Regions from separate parts of the Mus musculus genome. Here all the other regions are linked to region 3. The links are chromatin contacts, called in public HiChIP or PLAC-seq and promoter capture Hi-C maps. All regions are on one chromosome and are shown on one strand. The core of a region is the stretch at or near the end of the contact, and the rest is flanking DNA. Distances in the headings are between cores, read along the strand shown.

Region 1 (3,066 bases), core at 63-2,562, 270 kb before region 3:
CACGTCCCTGTTTTATTGTGTTTGGGTCAGTTTGTGCTGCTGGTGATGGATTCCCTGGCCTTTCACAATCCTGGGCAGGCACTCCACCACTGCCTCACTTCAAAGCACCTTTACAGTGTTTTTGTTTGAGTATTCTTTGCTGCTTTTTAATCATTATTTTGTGTTACATGCATGTGTGTGTGTGTGTGTGTGTGTGTGCACGCACACACACACACACACACACACACACACACACGACAAGCCTGGAACCCAGGTCATGGAGTTTGGTGGCAAGTTCCTTTACGTTCTGAGGCATCTTACTAGCCCTGACTGATTAGTAATAATTTTTAAAAATATAAATCATGTGGGGCAATGGTGGCGCACGCCTTTAATCCCAGCACTTGGGAGGCAGAGGCAGGCAGATTTCTGAGTTCAAGGTCAGCCTGGTCTAGAGAGTGAGTTCCAAGACAGCCAGGACTACACAGAGAAACCCTGTCTCAGGAAAAAAAAAATCATCTTACCTCTCTGGCATCAAAGTGATCCCTGTGAAAAGGCATCACAGAGTCCGTCCGTTTGGAGAGATGGCTCAGTGGTTAAGGGCCCTGACTGCTTTTCCAGAAGACCTGAGTTCAGTCCCCACCCACATGGCAGCTGCCAACTGTGTCTATTGTTGGTTCTAGGGGATCCGGTGCCCTCTCCTGGGCCCGATGGGTGGGAGCTGCACCCACACCGTGCACAAACCTACTTACAGGCCACATAAGCAAACAAACCTCACAAAGTGACAAAAACTAATCCCTCAGCAAACTTGCCCTGTGCCTACAGGCTGGACAATGCTGGGGGAAGAAAACCGCAGGCAGGCACACGGGGAAGTGTGGGCTACAGGGTAGCTGGATGGGACAGCACTTCCCAGCAGGCCTGGGGCCACCAAGATGCTGCTTTGAGTAACAGTGCCTGCAGCCTGGGCTCTATCTCCTGGATCCACTTGGTGACGGAGGGAACTAACTTCTACAAGGTGTCACCTGACCTCTACACATGCTCTGCAGCATGTGTGCACATGTACAAACACACACACGTAAGAAATTTTTTTTTTTTAAATTTTGGGCAGAGACTTGTTTGCTTCTAGATAACAAAATAGTAATGTGTCACAAAAACTGTCACCCAACAATGGGCCATATGTGTGGCAGTGGCCCCATGGTCCCATATTGCCTGTGACATCACAGCCCTCTCCGTTTCTTTCAGCATACCCGCTGATGCCCACCTAGCACTGGAGCAGCCTGAACACGTCACTGCTCAGAACAGATTCTGAGGTTAAGTGCCATGTGCCTGTGACTCATTTCTGCAAACAAGTATAATGAAGTGACTTCAATTCAGCGCTGTGTAAAGGGCCAACCGTCAGCACATAGAAACAATCCCAGCCTCAGCTCTACCGCTCTGTCAGGCTTACTCCAGATGTTACTGTGCAATAGGGAGGGATGAGCACAGCTGTGACCCCAAACCCTCAAAGGAGAGGCAGACAGACTGACAGAGTGCTTCCATAGCACTTAGAGCCCTGGGTTCCGCCTCAGCACTGGATGCACACAGCCTGGGGATGCATACCTATATTCCCAGCACTCTGAAGGTGGAGGCCGGAACACCACAAGTTCAAGGTCACCCTCAATCAAGCAGGTGCCAATCAATGTCACCTGAGCTACATGAGACCCTGTCTCAAAATTAATCAATCAAATTTTAAAATTGGCAGCAGGTGACATTTAGCTGGTGAGACACTTAGCTGACGATCTCGGGCTCCTCTGTAACTCAGGCTCAGAACCTCATCTCTGACAGAGACGAACTTACTGCCTCTCAAAGGAACTCATTTCATCTTCACATAAAATCTAATCAGAACTGCCATTAACTTGGCTCTGTGACCTTCAGAAAATTTAAAACCTGTCTTCAATAGAAGATGAATGCAGAGGATGAGAGATGGGTCAGCTGCTCCAGGAGAGCGCCTGGGTCCAGTCCCTAGCATCCACTTGGTAGCTTACAATGGTCTGCAACTCCAGCTGTAGGGAACCCACACCCTCTTCTGGCCTCCACAGGCACTGCAGGCATGTGCTACACAAATACACTAGCAGGCAAAAGACTCATACACATACATTTTAAAAAAATAAATAAATGAATAAATGCTTTAAAAAAACCAAAAGAAGTTAAATGTAACTCATAGAAGCCACTGGGGTTAGAAAATTAATGTGAAGCACCCCCATCCTCCCCAGAAATGGACCGGTCCAATTACAGCAACCCCAGGGTACCGACATTACAGAGTTCGCCCGCTGTGCCTAAAAGATTTAGGGAGAAGTAGCCACAGTAGGCTGCCTCTGTCGTGGAACAACTGCGCAAACATTAAGGGAACGTAAAGCTGGAAGAGTGGATGGGAAAAGTCACCTATGCTGGTGGGAGGCAGAACACAAGCAACAGTAAGCCACTGAGAAATCGCCAGCAAACTGGGAAACAAAGTGCAGGGGTGCGGAAGAGATGTGAGGAGATCACATCCCGGAAGGAAAACGGCAGAGGCTTCTAAGTGACTGAAAGGGGCTGGGGAGACTGTTCCGTGGTTAAAGTGCTTGCTGGGCAAACATGAGGACCAGAGTTTGACTCCCTAGTTCTAATCCCTATAAACGCTGCATGAGTATGGCTGCCCACCTGAATTCCAGCCTGACTAACCCGCCAGCGCGCGCTCTCTCTCTCTCTCTCTCTCTCTCTCTCTCTCTCTCTCTCTCCCTCCCTCCCTGAGTGCCGGGTTGACTGAGATACCCTACCTCAATGAATAGGGTACAAAAGAAATCAAACACGATTCCAAACATTAACCTCTGGCCTCCACATGTGTACATATACACGAACACACACACACACACATATGCCCACAAGCATACACACACATACATGCACACCACATACACATGTATGAAAATGGGGGAAATACAAACTTTAAAATATAGTCTGTATAAGGAGAGCAGTGTAGCCCGTGTCTACCCGGAATACATAAGATGACAGACTAGACAGACTGCAGACAGGAGTAGCTGCAGAAAGCCTGCTACAGCACACTAGGGAAGA
Region 2 (3,325 bases), core at 21-2,520, 280 kb after region 3:
TGCTAAGTTTGATGAACTACATTCAATTTCCCAGACCCACATGGTGGAAGAAAATCAATTACACACACGTGGCAGAGAGCTCAGAGGTTAAAAAAAATCTTAAAAAAAAAAAAAAGGAATATTTCAATTAGCCAAGGCTGGCCTGCAACTGCACACCTGCAACTGCAGAACTTTGGAGTCTGAAGCAAAAGGTTTGCTGAAGGTTCAAGGCCAGCCAGGAATATATGTAGTAAGATCTTGTCTCAAAATACATACATACATACATACATACATACATACATACATACATACATACATACATAGGGCCTGGAGAGATGGCTCAGGGGTTAAGAACACTTGCCGCTCTAGAAGAGAACTCAGATTCAATTCCCAGCCCCGACATGGCGGCTCACAACCCTCTGTAACTCCGGGTCGTTGGGGATCCAAAACCTTCTCCTGGCTGCCCCAGGCACCTATGTGTTAGCCACACATGAAAGCAAACACTTATACACATAAAATAAAAAAATAAATCCTACAAACCGCTTAAACAGCAAATAAGCATATAAAGGAAGAAAAGAAGGGAAAACAAATCTGTCGGTAAATTCGGATGGCCTTTCGTTATTTAAACGTGGGGATGTCAAGGTGACAGGTTGACACACCGAGCACAGTCTCCGCGGAGGTCAGGAAAAAAGAAAAAGTTTCGACAGCGAACTCCGCCATCTACTACAGCTGGCCACCGTGGGTTACTTTTTTTTTTTTTTTTTTTTGCCACTCCGCTTTCAAATTTAAGGGCTGTCCCGACTGGGGACCCCGGGGTACAGCTTCCCCAGGGAGACCAGCCATCCTTTTGCTTCTCTGCACGACCTGGGGCGAGGCATTGCTACTGCGAGGGGCGCAGCGCGCAGAGGCTGAGGGCGGACGTGGCCCGCGAGCCCGGGCGTCCCCGGCAAGGGCGGCGCCGGCAGGACGGTGACCTTGAGCCCCACGGGGGCCCGGGAAGGCGCCGCAGCCTCGCCAGCCCTCGGTCGCCTGGGACTCGGGAGGCCGGCCCCCCGGCGTCCCCTGCCCGCCCCGGGGACCCCGCGCCCTTCGCCCCACGGCGGCCCCTCCCCGGCCGGGCCCCGGAAAGGGCGGCGCTGCTCACCGGAGCCCCGGCAGGAAGCCGCTCTGGGCGGCTGGCCGCAGCAGGCCTCCTCGCGCGAGCAACACCCGCGCCGCCATCTTGCTCCGGAGCCTGAAGCTCCTACCGCCTCGGTGTCGCTGACGCCGCCGCTACCGCGACCCCTCCCCCGGCCGGGCCGACCAGGCTGGGGCGGGGCGGGGCAGGGCGCTAGGCCGCTGTAGTGCAGGGGAGCGGCCGCTAGGGGGAGCAGCGTGGCGCCTCAGTGCTGCCGCCAGGGGGCGTGCCAAGAAGTTGCTGAAGATATCCGTAGATCCCGCGAGGGGAGTTCAGGGTCTCTGAAGTCCGAGTGAGAAAGGAACCTGGAATGTACACGGGGAGATCCACGGGAAAGGAGTAGATCTGTGCATGTGGGGAATCCAGAGTCTGATTTTATGGTTGAGGGCCACCACAAACATGAGGAAACGTGTTAAAGTTTTAGCAGCATCAGGAAAGTCGAGAACCACTGGTATAGGGGGAAGTGTATTCTGTAAGGATAATAAAAGAGCTATGGATATAAGCATAAACTTCAGCAAGATAAGAGTAGGCAAAAGCAGAACTAGATCCCGAGGAATCAGAGAAATAGGGAGCAGCCTGGGCCTCAGTTACATGCAGAGGCCAAGAGAAGGATACTCTCCAATTGGTGGCTGCCTTCCTGGTTCTGAGTTAGAAGACGGATGGGAGCTGTAATCTTGAAGCTCAGGAGTTGTGGTTTTCTTTATCTTTTAAATTTTTCTCTTCCTAGTCTATGTGCATCATCAGTGTTTTGCCTGCATGTATGTCTGTGTGAGAGTGTGGGTGGAGCCCCTGGCAATTGGAGTTGCAGGAGGTTGTGAGCTGCCATGTGGGTGCTAGGAATTGAACCCCAGGTCCTCCGGGAAGAGCAGCCAGTGCTCTTAATCGCTGAGCCATCTTTCCAGCCCCATGGGTACAGTTTTTCTAACAAGAATTTGGACAAATGACAGGGTCTGGTCTTGTGGGTGGTGGAGGAGCGGTTCAGACTGGGAGAGGCACTCCTTTGAATGTGAATGAGGCTGAGAGCGGTCCATAAAACTGTAGACCCAACTGTGGGAGGCAGATATGTGACTTGCTGCGGGCAGGGCCTCTTCAAGCGTCGGTGAGCCCTGCCTTTTTTATACAGATCCTTCATTTCTCAACTTAGCTGAGACAGGGTCTTTATGTGGCGCCCAGTCCGGCCTCAAACTGATGGTAATCTGTTTACCGCTCTTGAGTCGGGGTTGAACCTGGGAGAATGGAGCCTAAAAACGAGGCGGACTAAAGTCTCAAGCAATAGCGTTTATTCAGAGCATCAGACGATTTATACTCTGAGGGTATAGAAGAACCACAGGAGTTAGGTGTGTAATCATAAGGACAAGCCACACGTGGCAAAAAAATAATAAAAGCAGCAAGCAGTAATGAGTGATCTGGAGTGAACTCACTGCGATTCGCTACACCTGGGAGGGGTGTGAAGCACAGTCTATGAACAAGTTTTGTGTTTTGAAGAAACTGAGGTTACAAGACTCATTTGGAGTTTCTCACAAGCATTCAGAGTTCCCCTCATGCGACTCCATCCTTGGGTCCTGCCTGTTCTGACAGGAATCCTTTTGTAATCTCAGGGTAAACTCCTGGGTTGAGATTACTTGCAGAGCCGTCATAAGCTGTTTAGTTATTGGACCTCATTATTCAGACCAGGATGGCCTCAAACTCTCAATGCTCCTGCCTCTGTCTCTGCGGTGCAGGGATCATAGGTATGCAGTATTGCACTTGACTCAACTTTATAGGTTAGGAGTTTCAACTCTCTCTTGGAATGCAAACTTGGCGTTTATGCATTTCTTTGATGACTCTGCTTTTGTGCTCCTTAGCATTAGGCCATATTTTTCCTGTATTCCCCACCCCCAAACCCATTGCCATTTGGCTCTAAAGTTTCATTAGTTCTTTAGTCCAGTGCTCTCCTCCCTTCCTAAGTACTGGTGACTGTACTTAGGGCCTTGAATATGTTAGGCATGTGTTCTATTAATGAGCTTGCATCTTCAATCTATTTTTGAAATAGGTTCTACCAAGTTGCCTGGGCTTGCTGTGCTCAGCACTTAGCCTCCTGAGTGCTATATTATAAGTGTATGCCATGGGCTGGAGAGATGGCTCAGGGGTTAAGAGCACTGACTGCTCTTCTGAAGATCCTGAGTTCAA
Region 3 (3,219 bases), core at 495-2,994:
CTCAGGGTTTAAGAGCACTGGCTGTTCTTTCAGAGGTCCTGGGTTCAGGTCCCAGCACCTTCAAGGTGATTCACAATTATTTGTAACTTTAGTTCCAGGGGATTCAATTCTGGCCTCCAAGGGTACTTCACACACCTAGTACACACTGATAGGTGCAGGCAAAACATCCATATGTTATTTATATCTTTGAGGTTACTATGTAGCCTATCCTTCTACCTCAACATCCTGAGAGCTGGCCGTAGATGAGAAGCACCATGTCCAGTTCTAGGGAAGTTTTTTGTAGTTGCTGCTGTTCTTAGTGTTTATTTTCTGTTTCCCAGGGTTGCACTGGCATGTATGTCTATGCACCACATGGTCCAGTGCCTGTGGAGGCTAGAAGAGGTCATTCGATCCTCTAGGAGTGGAGTTAAAAAATGGTTGTGAGCTGCCATGTGGGTGCTGGGAATCAAACGGGGTCCTCTGGAAGAACAGCTAATGCTCTTAACCACTAAGCCATTATCTCTCTAGCCCTCCCCAGCAAATAAATAAATAAATAAGTCAGTCCTTTTAAAAAAAGGATTGACCTTTAACCTCTACCTGCACACGGTCATGTGTATACACACATCTGAAGCAGGCACCTGAAACATAAACACTCAAATATAAATAAGTGGATTGGAAGCTAGCATACCTGTGCTTGGCCAGTTTTACTCATGCTGAGAATCATTTCTTCTGTTCAGCGTCACCCCCAACCCCTTAACAAGCATACTGGTAATTGCAACAAAATGTAGGTATTTGTAACAACAACAACAACAAATGGGGAACCTTCTCTTGTGCTTAAGTTCAGCAGGCTTTAATAATGCTTTAGGGAGCAGGGCAGTGGTGGTGCACTCCTTTAGTCCCAGCCCTCAAGTGACAGAGGCAGGTGGATCTCTGAGTTCCAGGCCAGCCAGTTTAGACTAACTAAACAGAGCTCTCTGGAAAAACCCAAATCAAAACGAACCAAACAAAAACATTCTTTAGGGAACTTCCTTTTGGCTCAGTCTGAAAATCCAAATGCACACCTTGGGGTGGTTGTATCTTTAGTTCAACTCAAAGATTTAGGTTGAAACCTAAATGATATTTACCTCCGTTTTAAGAACTGGAAACTAACCAGGTGGCATATGCCTTTAGTCCCAGCACTCAGGAGGCAGAGGCGGGAGGTATCTCTGTGATTTTGAGCCTGGTCTACAGAGTTCCAGGACAGCCAAGGCTTCAAGACTCGCTTAGCTGTATATGTACTTGCCCAAGAGTGAAATCTGAGCACTGTTTGCTCAAGCCTGTTAGCTAGAGAGGCTGGAGTGATGGATTGGGGGTGGGGGTGGGGTGAGAGTTACTAAGACCACTTTCAGAGAATGGCTGCTGCAGGTCATGTGAACCGTCATCGCAACCTTCATTTGTGACTCGAATGACATCACACAGGTCCAGGAGACACTTCTTTCATGGCCATTGCTGTCAGTTCTACTCCCTTCCTCAGAGACCTCTAAGAAGAGACCTAGCTTCGAACCTGCCTGCGTGTCCTTTCCAGGCTTTAATAACAAACTCCCCAAATTCTTCTCAGTGTCTCTTTTGAACTCTCATCCTTTCACAGGAGTTATGAAGAAACAGTGGGATCAGGGACTTCAGGGCTTCTTTCAGATCTTAGCCTAGTGGTCCTGAGGGGCAAGCCCCAGAGTGTGAGGGAAGGAGGGGGAGATATTAATAGATGTGAGGCAGGCAGCGGCTGACGTCAGGCATATGGGGAAACGATCCAGGACTTCAAGCGACTTCCTCTTTCTGCAGAGTCCAGCCTTGGGGCCTCTAGATAGCCTTGAGCCAGCAGCTGTACAAGCGCTTGCCCTCAACCAAGTTGGCGCAGGCGGCTTCTCTCGAGAACATGTGACTCTTCCAGGTCCCGCCTCTGCCCTCCCAGAGAGGAGGCTAAAAAGCCCAGCCGCTGGTCGGTGGGCAGCCTGGCCAGTATGTCCCTAAAATGGAGTGCGTGTTGGGTCGCGCTGGGCCAGCTGCTGTGCAGCTGCGCGCTGGCTCTGAAGGGCGGGATGCTGTTCCCGAAGGAGAGCCCGTCGCGGGAGCTCAAGGCGCTGGACGGACTGTGGCACTTCCGCGCCGACCTCTCGAACAACCGGCTGCAGGGTTTCGAGCAGCAATGGTACCGGCAGCCGCTACGGGAGGTGCGCGCTCCCTGGGACCCGGGGTCTGGAAGCTTCCAGAAGTCAGGGGATGGGCGGAGGGATGCCTGTACCTGGAGATCCCCTTGTGCTCACCTAGAGGAGGTTAATATGGGTTTGCAGGCTGGGGAGGGGAGCGACCAGAGCAGGAAGTGGGACCTGGCATGCTGAGAACCGCATGGTTTCTGCTAGGCAGGCGCTGCCCCAGGCAATGGATTTTTTTGTTTTTGTTTTTTTAAAGCTTTTAATTTTACTTCATAGTGCTGGGACTTGAACCCAGGGCCCTGTGTGTGCTTGTCACTACTGAGCCTTTTGTTTATGTTTTGAGGCTGTGTCTCCTTCGATAACCTAGGCTGGCCTGGATGTCCGGGTGAATCTCTTGCTCCCACTTTAACTTTCCTGAGTGTTGTAGATGTTTGTGCACACGCCTCCTGCATCCCGGTGCACATACCTCCCATGCTCTTTCCCATCTTGTGAAAAGTAGAATCCTAGGAGATGCTACCCACTACAGAGATTTGGGGGCGGGGGTAGAGGAGGGGGGAGCAAATGTGACTTTGCACAGAGCTAGCAGAGGACCCTCATCCCTGCTCTCCTTTCCTACCTAGGTAGGGTTGGCGCAGAAGCAGGCTGAAGCAAACCTGTGTGCTCACAGTCTCCTCCTCTCTCAGATTCATTCATTCATCCTACCTCGTTTCCTATTGGGCTCTCTCCTCTTCCTCTCTTCTCTCTCTTTGTTTAAAATGTGTACCCATTATTTATGTGGGGTGGGGGGGCGCCACCCGTGTGCTACACAGTACATGTGGAGGTTGGAAGATAACTTGCTGGAGTCTGGTCTCACCTAGGTCACCAGGGATGTAACTAAGGTCATCAGGCTTAGTGGCTAGTGCCTTTAACCCACCAAGTCATCTCACCAGCTCTGTGTGTGTGTGTTTGAGACAGCGACTCACATTAACCTCCGACTCATAGCCATGTGGCTCCCTTAGCCTCCCAGGTTGCTAGAGTTACAAGTGATGAACCACCACACCTGGCTTAGACT

The links. HiChIP or PLAC-seq counts read pairs in DNA pulled down with a chosen protein or histone mark. Capture Hi-C pulls out chosen DNA fragments and counts their contacts.
Region 1: a FOXA1 HiChIP or PLAC-seq map of pancreatic cancer cells shows a contact between it and region 3. The contact joins the enhancer-like site here to the promoter of Gusb in region 3. A contact is called at or near these places in 1 of 39 promoter capture datasets (cranial neural crest), 8 of 484 Hi-C or Micro-C datasets (the G1E-ER4 cell line, brown adipocytes, cerebellum and 5 more), 2 of 115 datasets of contacts at active chromatin or transcription factors (large pre-B cells and pancreatic cancer cells) and 2 of 9 other capture datasets (adipose tissue and liver).
Region 2: a contact with region 3 is called in a promoter capture Hi-C map of adipose tissue. The contact joins the promoter of Nipsnap2 here to the promoter of Gusb in region 3. A contact is called at or near these places in 4 of 39 promoter capture datasets (cranial neural crest, frontonasal cranial neural crest, maxillary cranial neural crest and 1 more), 3 of 484 Hi-C or Micro-C datasets (CD8 T cells, granulosa cells and muscle stem cells), 2 of 115 datasets of contacts at active chromatin or transcription factors (microglia and pancreatic cancer cells) and 2 of 9 other capture datasets (adipose tissue and liver).

Annotation. Positions count from the first base shown.
Region 1 is chr5:130,271,512-130,274,577 of GRCm38.p6, reverse strand. The region is part of intron 6 of Tyw1 (tRNA-yW synthesizing protein 1 homolog (S. cerevisiae)); the gene reads right to left. Among named protein-coding and RNA genes, the nearest start is that of Tyw1, 16 kb to the right of the region's middle. Within about 2 kb of position 1,312, at least 14 of the 459 cell types and tissues checked have an H3K27ac peak or open chromatin away from gene starts, as enhancers often do. A contact at or near this core is called in pancreatic cancer cells, where this site is marked.
Region 2 is chr5:129,723,020-129,726,344 of GRCm38.p6, reverse strand. It overlaps Nipsnap2 (nipsnap homolog 2), which reads right to left and starts at 1,270. Exons shown (of 10, transcript NM_008095.4): 1 at 1,124-1,270. The coding sequence starts at 1,200.
Region 3 is chr5:130,001,574-130,004,792 of GRCm38.p6, reverse strand. It overlaps Gusb (glucuronidase, beta), which reads left to right and starts at 1,744. Exons shown (of 12, transcript NM_010368.2): 1 at 1,744-2,186. The coding sequence starts at 1,977.